Regions from separate parts of the Oryctolagus cuniculus genome. Here region 1 is linked to region 2. Evidence: chromatin contacts called from public Hi-C data. All regions are on one chromosome and are shown on one strand. The core of a region is the stretch at or near the end of the contact, and the rest is flanking DNA. Distances in the headings are between cores, read along the strand shown. Region 1 overlaps DNAH3 (dynein axonemal heavy chain 3). Region 2 overlaps DNAH3 (dynein axonemal heavy chain 3).

Evidence for each region. Hi-C and Micro-C count contacts between places; a contact is called where the count stands out from the background.
Region 1: a contact with region 2 is called in a Hi-C map of an unstated tissue, with 3 times the contacts expected there. The contact joins two enhancer-like sites. A contact is called at or near these places in 3 of 6 Hi-C or Micro-C datasets (psoas muscle, skin fibroblasts and an unstated tissue).

What each region holds. Positions count from the first base shown.
Region 1 is chr19:18,246,155-18,250,544 of mOryCun1.1, forward strand. It overlaps DNAH3 (dynein axonemal heavy chain 3), which reads left to right. Exons shown (of 62, transcript XM_051847854.2): 62 at 1-3,289. It overlaps LYRM1 (LYR motif containing 1), which reads right to left. Exons shown (of 4, transcript XM_051847895.2): 4 at 2,822-3,769. The coding sequence ends at 3,653. Among named protein-coding and RNA genes, the nearest start is that of LYRM1, 29 kb to the right of the region's middle. Within about 2 kb of position 1,322, at least 1 of the 8 cell types and tissues checked has an H3K27ac peak or open chromatin away from gene starts, as enhancers often do.
Region 2 is chr19:18,110,230-18,114,956 of mOryCun1.1, forward strand. All of the region lies in intron 16 of DNAH3 (dynein axonemal heavy chain 3), which reads left to right. Among named protein-coding and RNA genes, the nearest start is that of LDAF1, 54 kb to the left of the region's middle. Within about 2 kb of position 2,997, at least 1 of the 8 cell types and tissues checked has an H3K27ac peak or open chromatin away from gene starts, as enhancers often do.

The DNA of each region.
Region 1 (4,390 bases), core at 72-2,571, 130 kb after region 2:
GGAGATAAAAATCAACCGCTCGATGAGTTACTTCTCTGCTGTCTGTCTCGCTCCAGGTGGCTTCTTTCAGGGCATGCCATTGGTCCCCTCACAGCTGAACAGCCATGAGGCTATCTGAGAGTCAGTGTGCCTGCCCCAGCTTTTCTGCCTTGAAGAAATTTCTTCAAGGAGAAATGTCTCGACTGAGGGTCTCTAATTTTTTTCCTAAATGTGGGAAGCTTCTGTGAACCAAATAAACATATTCAGAGACCTTTACTTTCAGTTTCCTCGTGGTGCCTTCTGACTGAAGGCTCTGAATTCTGAGATTAGCAAACCATCCAAGTGATCCTAGAGATAAAGCGGAAGAAGTTCTTCTAGTCTTGCTGGGGCCATGAAAATACAGTAAGGAGGAGCCAGTCTCCTTCAGCTCGAAGTAGGTAGCTTAATAGTTATTTTTTTTTAAATAATTTTTAAAATATTTAGTTAATTAGTTATTTTACAGAAAGAGGACAGAGAGAGAGAGAGAGAGCTCTTCCATCCACTATTTCATTCCCCCAAATGGCAGCAATGACAGCCTATGCCAGTCTAAAGGCAGGAGCCAGGAGCTTCTTCAGGTTTTCCCACATGGATGCAGGGACCCAAGCACTTGGGCCATCTTCTGCTGCTTTCTCAGGTGCATTAGCAGGGAGCTGGATCAGAAGTGGAACAGCTGGGATTGAACCGACACCCATAAGAGATGTTGATATTGCATTACCCTCTGTGCCACAAAGCTGGCCCCTATTTTTTTCCTTCTAGAAATAAACAACATTTTCCGATGGGGTTAAAGAAATCAAAACGAACAGATAACTGGGACTGGCACACTGTTCCAAGTAAGACTATTAGTCACATGAGATGGAAAGATGGTTGGGACCCCATATCTCTGAATTTTGGACTGGTAGGTAAGTCATATTGCAAGCTATAAAAGAGCTGGCAGTGAGGGGGTTGCTAAGAGAACAACCGAATTTTAATTACAGTTCTCTAACCCCAGCTCCAGCAACAAAAAGCTGAGTGAGGCAGGGAGTGTCTGTATTCTTCCTCAGGGGTCAAGGGACAGAATGTTTTCGTATGATGGATTGAATTTTTGTAATTTAAAAAATTCCCTCTGCTTTGAAGAGATTGCCCTACATTTAAGGTCATTTTCTGCTGGGGCCAATGTGGTAATGTCTCCTCCTGGGAAAAAGCAATATGCTCTTCAGAAATCATGGGGAGTTAGAGGCTGGAGTCCTGGGGCAGAGATGGCCAGAAATCAGCTTGGTGAGACACTGCAGGCTTTGCCTATAAATAGCTCAGCAGATGACATCAGACAAACCTTGTCACCAAGCTATTCCTTGCTCTTTACAAATCTAGCTGTTGGGTAAACAGTTGTGCTCAGTCCTTGTCAGCACTGGAAGAAAATTGCATTGACAGAGGGACTGTAGGGAAGGCAGGTTCTACCTTTTAAAGACAGAAGATGGGGATTTTATAGTTTGGAGGAAAACACAGAGTGGGAGTGGTGGCACAATAGTTTTTAAGATGCTGGCTGGAATGCTGCATCCTGAGTCCCCACTCTGGCTTTCAGTCCAGCTTCCTGGTGATGTGTATCCTGGGAGGCAGCAAATGACAGCTCCCGTGCTTGGGTCTCTGCCCCCCATGTGGGACAGGGATGGCATTCTGGGATTCTGGCTTCACCCTGGCCCGGCTCTACATATTGTGGGCTTTTTATTGTTCTGCTGTGCAAATATATATAAATAAAAAAAAAAAACTTTTAAAAACCAGGTTATATGAAAGGTTTGGTAGTAAATTAACTGTATTTTTGTGTGAGAGTATATACATCTTTGCAAAGGGAGTATATAAAACTCATATTTAGGTAGGATCACTGACATATAGAAGATATTGAAAGGCTGGCTAGCAATTAGATGGACCTCCACCATGGAGGAGTTTGGGTAAGAAGGGTGACTACTCCTCTTAGTAGAGTGAAGCAAACATTGCACCTTGAGGGAGGAGCGTTTGGTGCAGCTGTTGAGATGTGTCTTGAGCCACCTGCATCCCATGTCAGAATGCCTGGGTTCCAGTCCCAGCTCCATTTCTGATCCAGCTTCTTGATATTTTGCACCCTGGGATGCAACAGGTGATGGCTCAAGTAGTTAGGTCCCTGCACTCACATGGGAGATCCAGATAGAATTCCTAGCTCCTGGCTTCAGCCTGGCCTACCCCCAGCCCTTTTTTGGCATTTGGGAAGTGCACCAGTAGATGGAGATAACTGTCTCTCTGCCTTTCAAATAAATTTAAAATGCTATCTTGAGTTACTTAGAAAGGCACCATTGTGGAGATGGGCAAGCCATATCTCACCCTGTCCAGCACAACCAGTTTTTCCTCCTGTGCAGGAACAGATCACTGTTTCACTCCCGACCACCAGATAAAGTCATTGGTTTGCGTTCACAGAACCTATATTACATGGGAAATACTTAACTTTAAATATTAGAATCATCTGTAGGCAGAAAAATGCTTCCATTAAAAGATGGGCTGGAAGTGGAGTAGCTGAAGAAGCAGATTCATGCCTTCCAGTTCAAACAAGGCTGGGATATGTGCTCATATTTACATTTACATCTCTGTCTCTTCACCAAAGGCCTACAGCTCCATTTGTGTTAACTGCATATGCTGTTGCTCCGCTGACAACAGTATATTTATTCTCCTTGTCATTGCCCAAACCCGGTAATATTTGCCCTGGCATTAAAAAAAGCATGCTCCCGTTTATACAAGTAGGATACAAGTGCTGCTTCTGAGAGTCCCAAGCCCATTTTGGAAAAGAAGACAAAGAGCAAAATTAATAGAGATTTGTCTTTATTGGTGATGCCCATCCTCTTTGGAGGTAAGAGGAAATGACACTGATGCACAAATGACTCGACAAGGGACTCTGACTCCATACATGCAGGGCTGTAAATTCTTTGTGTTTTGATCTATCTGTCTCACTTGTGTTTAGACATAATCTGAAAGCCAACTGGGGCCTTGTATTTTTAATTATGTTAAGGTAAAACATTCAGAATGAATGCAGTATGAGTTTCAAGTGAGCTTTACAGATCTTAAGTGCATCTTTAAGATAACCATATGCAATTTAACTATGACATGTACTTTTCTTTATGTGTATGGGGGAGGAATGGTTCATATAAAAATTCTTTGAGAAACTACAGTCAATTCAGTGATGCCCCTTTTAAGGGGAATCAAAGAGCACACTCAGAAAACCCTACTTTTACGCAAATCTTTAACTTGGAAAAAAAAAAAGTTTAAAAACATTCCGAGGGTGGCATGCAGTTTTATAGCAGTCATGAGGACTTTCAGCAGTTTGCATCAGCTGGTCTGTCGGTGAACAGCATTCCCGTGAGAAGCTCCATCACTCTCATCCTTCCTCCCACAGGACTTAGTCTTATCTCCAACAGTGTTTTCAGGGCGCTTAAGGCCCCTGACCTCCAGGTTAATGTCATCCACTCAGGCAGCAAGACTCTGACAAACTCTATGGATGTATAATAAGCACAAAGTTTTACACATCTTAAGAAGACACTTGGATTTTTGCCCCTGGTTAAGGAGATGGGTTTTGACATCTGGTTTACATTCAAGATCATGTTGGCTCATCATTCTCAGAAATAAACTTCCTTCTGGATTAGGAAACTTCATCATAAGACTTGAGATACACTGGTTTGGAGAGTTTCCTCAGTTTCTCTTGGCTTCGAAGTCCCCGGCCTCGAAGGGAGGTGAGGCCCATTGGAGGTAGGTGAATCTGAATAATAAGAATGACGGTGATATTAAAGATTATATCCATTGCAGAATCTTACATTGTTCACTGTGGATTTACTAAGTACCATAGATTTACCACACTAAATCTATACTGACTCATTAATCTTCATGGTTTTTGCCCAAATTAAGTCTTACAATCTCACATAAATCACTCCACTATTTATAGATAAGAAAATAGAGGCTCAGAAAAGTTAAATAACTTGCAAATTAAGTGTTGGAACCAGGATTTGAACCCAGACCTATCATGCCGGAGCATGTGCTCTTCTTTGTTAATTGCCTAAAATAGAAAATAACCACAGATCATACAGCAGCAAGGGATTCCGGTGAAGGAGGAGGGTGGGGGGAAGAGGGTAGATACAAAGATGTTCAGTGCATAGTGGAAAATTGGGTCCAACCTAAATGCCTACTAATAGAGAGCTAGTTAAATCACGGCTGTGGGGGCTGGCATGGTGGCACAGCAGGTTCAGCTGCCATCTGTGACGCCAGCATCCCATATGAGGTCAGTGTGAATACTGGCTGCTCCACTTCCAATCCAGCTCCTTGCTCATGTGCCTGGGAAAGCAGCGGCAGATGGCCCAAGGGCTTGGGACTCTGTACCTGTGTG
Region 2 (4,727 bases), core at 1,747-4,246:
GGGATTTCCTTTTGCTTCCCACTAAGGGATGTTCTATTTAAGCCTGCTTCACTGTAGTAACCCCTGCCAGTATCTCCCCTCCCTGCCTGGAATAATTGGAATTTGGCAGTGCAGAGAGGAAAAAAAGGCAAAAATAGTGGCATGTAATAAGGACTTCTGCAATAATAATAGTGATACTGTCAGCCCTACATTGGAGACCACAGATCTGTGAGATATCAGGACAGGGATAATAAAGGCATGCTAGGGGGTTTAGAAATTGCCTACTTGGCAGCTTGTCTTTTCCAGTGTGAATGGGGCTGTAACCATTTATTCCTTCATTGTTTTTTTAAGACTTTTATTTATTTATTTATTTGAAAGTCAGAATTACACACAGAGAGAAAGAGAGGCAGAAATAGAGGTCTTCCATTCATTGGTTCACTCCCTAATTGGCTGCAAAGGCCGGAACTATGCCAATCCAAGGCCAGGAGCCAAGAGCTTCTTCCGGGTCTCCCATGCGAGTGCATGGGTCCAAGGACTTGGGCCATCTTCTACTGCTTTCCCAGGCCATACCAGAGAGCTGGATCGGAAGTGGAGCAGCCAGGACTCAAACTGGCACACATATGGGATACCAGCACTGCAGGCGGAGGTTTTACCTGCTACGCCACAGCGCCAGCCCCATATTCCTTTATTGTTTATCTATTCAGTTGGTATTGGTTATGAATTTTTACCATGTGCTGTGCTATATTCTAGATATGTATTGCATTTTACTGCTAAATAAATAGAGACAGAGAAAATAGAGACATGTTAGAAAATCCTACAGTGTCAAATGAAGTGGGTCAAGTGCCATACACAATGCTAAATACACACACACACACACACACACACCAGTGTGCAACACCTGATTATGGACCACTGAGTCATACCAGTTACCCTGTCTCATTCATGCATAAAACTCCCACTGCCAAATTTTAGCTGCCACAATCCCTGCAAACACTTACAAGAAAGGAAAAGGTTAGATAAAAGTGTGGCTTTCTGCACAGAATGGAAGTTTAGGATCACGGGTGAACCCTTTTAGTTGCTCTCTTAAAAATATGACCTAGGTCTGCTCCCCTAAAGATATGAAACATTGTGTATATGTGTATGTTTACCTACAACCTTGTTCTTCCAAATGGATACTGTCCACTGAGAATAGAACTTAGCCTGGGAGATGAAACTAACTTCTTTTTAAGTGAACAGACTATATTTTTGGAGCGATTCTAAATGTACAACTAAATTGAGCAGAAAGTACAAAGATTTCCTATGTACCTCCCTAGAACCCCATGAAACAAACTCACAACCTGTCCCATGGAACTCATTTTCATGCTTAATCAGGAAAGAAAATCATTCTTTGTTAGCTTGATGAATGAACAGGACCAGGTTTCTTCATCATTTTGAACCTTCTTGTTCCTCATTGGGAAAAAGGGATAACATTAGCACTGTCCTTACTGTTCTGAAGGATGAAATGGGACAGGCTGAGATTGGACTTACATGATACTTGACATTCCAGAACATTAAGCTTCCTTCTTTGTTCCACAATGAGAAAAATGCTCCCCAACTTGCAAACCACTGCTTTACAAGCATACTTGTAGAATATTACTGTTAAGACTCATGGGTAACAACAGGTGCTGTTGAAGAGAGTAAAGATCAGCCCTGGGAGAAGTGGAAACAGTTGTCGCTTGTGATGAGAGAACAGTGCTGGTTTCTTCCCTCTGTTGGGTGACTCTATGCAGGATCCCATCAACTGATATCCTGAGCTCTTGACAGCAGAGGTCAGCAGAGGAGCGGCGCTAGAGAAGGCTCAGTGAGGCATCCCTGGGCTGAGTCCTCCCTCTGTTGAACACTTAAGTCTTGTGTTCATTATTATGCATTAATCCTGAGAACAGTTTATGAGGGGGGTTGAGCAATAGTCACGCATTCATCCATCTTCTGTGAAAAACAATCCTGCTTCCTCTCCAAGAAACTTGGCCTTATTTTCCCAACCCACATTAATTTTTGGCTTCAGTACCAATTATTCTCCATTTGCTGCTCCCACCCCACCCCAATCCCCCCTCCTCCCACTCTGTCTGTGAGCCTCCAATTCCCTTATCTGTCAGATCCAGGCAGATCTCTGCCATTGGAGATTCCTGCAGGAGATTGGAGAGTAACTGGGGGGCTTTTTCTCTTTTCTCTCCCTGCACGGCCCTAGGGGCAGCCCTCTGGATGATGATGTCCAGTACATTCAGTGCAGTTCTCCTTGTCACCTCAGCCCTAGCTCTTTTAGGGCTTCTCTTATGAGTCTAATTTCTGGGTGTCTTACTATCTACTGTTTGTTCCTTTAGCCCTTAATCCATTTCTGTAAGTAGTCATTTCATTGAACTCTCTTTGAACATTAGAGTGAAATCTGCTTCCTACCAGAATTTTGACCAACCCACTGTCTTTAAACTCCTCTCTTAGACTCCAGGTGGTTCCTCAAGTACAACTCATTTATTCAACCTCATTTCCCAACTGCACACTATTATATATAATATTTATGACATGAAAGGACTTTGCAGACTCTAATGTGCTAAGCAATTACAAGAAATTAAGAACAATAATAACAGTAATATTGTAAGGTATACTGAGCTTATATACCATTGCCCTCTGGGAAGAATTCAAAACTGCTTTTATCAGAGATTTCTGTATGTGAGTACAGTATGTAGAGTCTCTAAAAGAATTTTAGCGATGTGAAAAGGCAACCTGCAGCCTCTAATTGAATAGGTAACAAAAGAATAATTGGCTTTGTCCCTTCATCCCCTCATTTTATCCAGCTCAATAATGGGTTCCATCATCCTGAAAGCTCCAGGGAACATACATGATAGTTAGCGTTAGGATGTGAGCTGCTCTCTGCCATCAAAGTACAACAGAAAAGCCTTCTAACCTACAATGGAAAATGACTGTTCTTAAATTTCCATAGAATGTTTGCAAAACTTGGCCATATTTTAGGACTCAAAAAATATTCTAAGGGACTTGTGTTGTGGCAAGCAAATTAAGCCACAAGCTACGACACCAGCATCCTGTATGAGCACTGGTTCAAGTCCTGGCTGCTCTACTTCCAATTCCCTTCCCTGCTAATGAGCCTAGAAAAGCAGTGGAAGATGGCCCAAATACTTGGGAAACAGATGGGGTTGCTGGCTCCTGGCTACACAGAACCAGAGGATGGAAGATTCATTTCATTTTCATTCTCTCTCTTTCTCACTCTCTCTCTTTCTCTCCACCCTCTTCCTCTTCCTCTCTCTGTGACTCCTTTCAGTAAATACAATAAATCTTTTTAAAAATGCTAAGAAGCAGAAATTATATAATAGTGTGTATTAGTTATCTGTTGCAGGATAAGAAACCATCCCAAAACACATAGCAGCCAAAAACAAAACAGAAATGTACTGTTGTGCAATTTCTGTGGGCTGAAAGCCTAGGTGCAGCTTTGCTGTATGCCTCTGATTCATGGTCTCCCTTAAAGTTGGGGTCAGAATGGGTGAGCATTCTGGGTGAGCATCTGATTCTGGTCTCACTCATGTGATTATTAGTGGAGTTCAGTTCCTCATAAGCTCTTGGCCAGAAGCTGCCCTCTCTCCCTTGCCATGTAGTCTCTCTACAGAATAGCTCACAGCATGGCAGCTGGTTTCCCCCAGAGCAAGAGAGAGCCTGAGAAAAAGAGTGAGCAAACAAGATATAAGTCAATCTATTTGTAGCCTAATCTTAAAAGTGGCATCCCATCCCTTCTATTCATTATATGGGCTAGAAGTGAGTTACTGGACCTAGCTCAAACTCAAGGGGAGCCAACTACTATGGGTATGAATATCAAGAGGTGGTGTTGTTAGGGATCAAATCGAGGCTGCCTGACACACAGTATAATGAGAAATGAAACCCAAATCAAATCACTTGCAAAATTAACTTTCTTAAATTACTTCTCAGAAAAAAAATTAAAGTTCCATTACAGAATTGACTCAGATAAGAGCCAAATTTGTGGAATGTCACTGAAGCTATTCTCATAACAAATTCCACTATTCACTCAGTGAATATTGATTGTTTTCTGTGTGCCCAAAACTCTGTTGAGTGGTGAAGATGCTCAAAACTCTATTGAGTGCTGAAGACACAACAAGGAATTAAGGAGACAAATTTTACATGTGTGTGTGTGTGTGTGTGTGTGTACTTTCTAGTGAATGTAAAAAAAACACTGTGTAGTCATTATTATGTACCAGACTAAGTTCTGAACATTTTTGATGTTAACCTTGACTTTAAGTAGATACTTTTACTATCCTCAAGTGACTTACCCAAGGCCACATAGCTACTAAATGGCAAAGTGGGGATTGTATCTAGTCTGTCTAGCTCCAGAACCCATCAATTTAACACTATATTATTTCTTTTTATTTTTTGACAGGCAGAGTGGACAGTGAGAGAGAAAAACAGAGAGAAAGGTCTTCCTTTGCCGTTGGTTCACCCTCCAATGGCTGCCGCAGCCGGCACACCACGCTGATCCGAAGGCAGGAGCTAGGTGCTCCTCCTGGTCTCCCATGGGGTGCAGGGTCCAAGCACTTGGGCCATCCTCCACTGCACTCCCTTGGCCACAGCAGAGAGCTGGCCTGGAAGAGGGGCAACCGGGACTAGAACCCAGTGTGCTAGCGCCGCAAGGCGGAGGATTAGCCTAGTGAGCCACGGCTCCGGCCAACACTATATTATTTGACCTTATTAGGAAG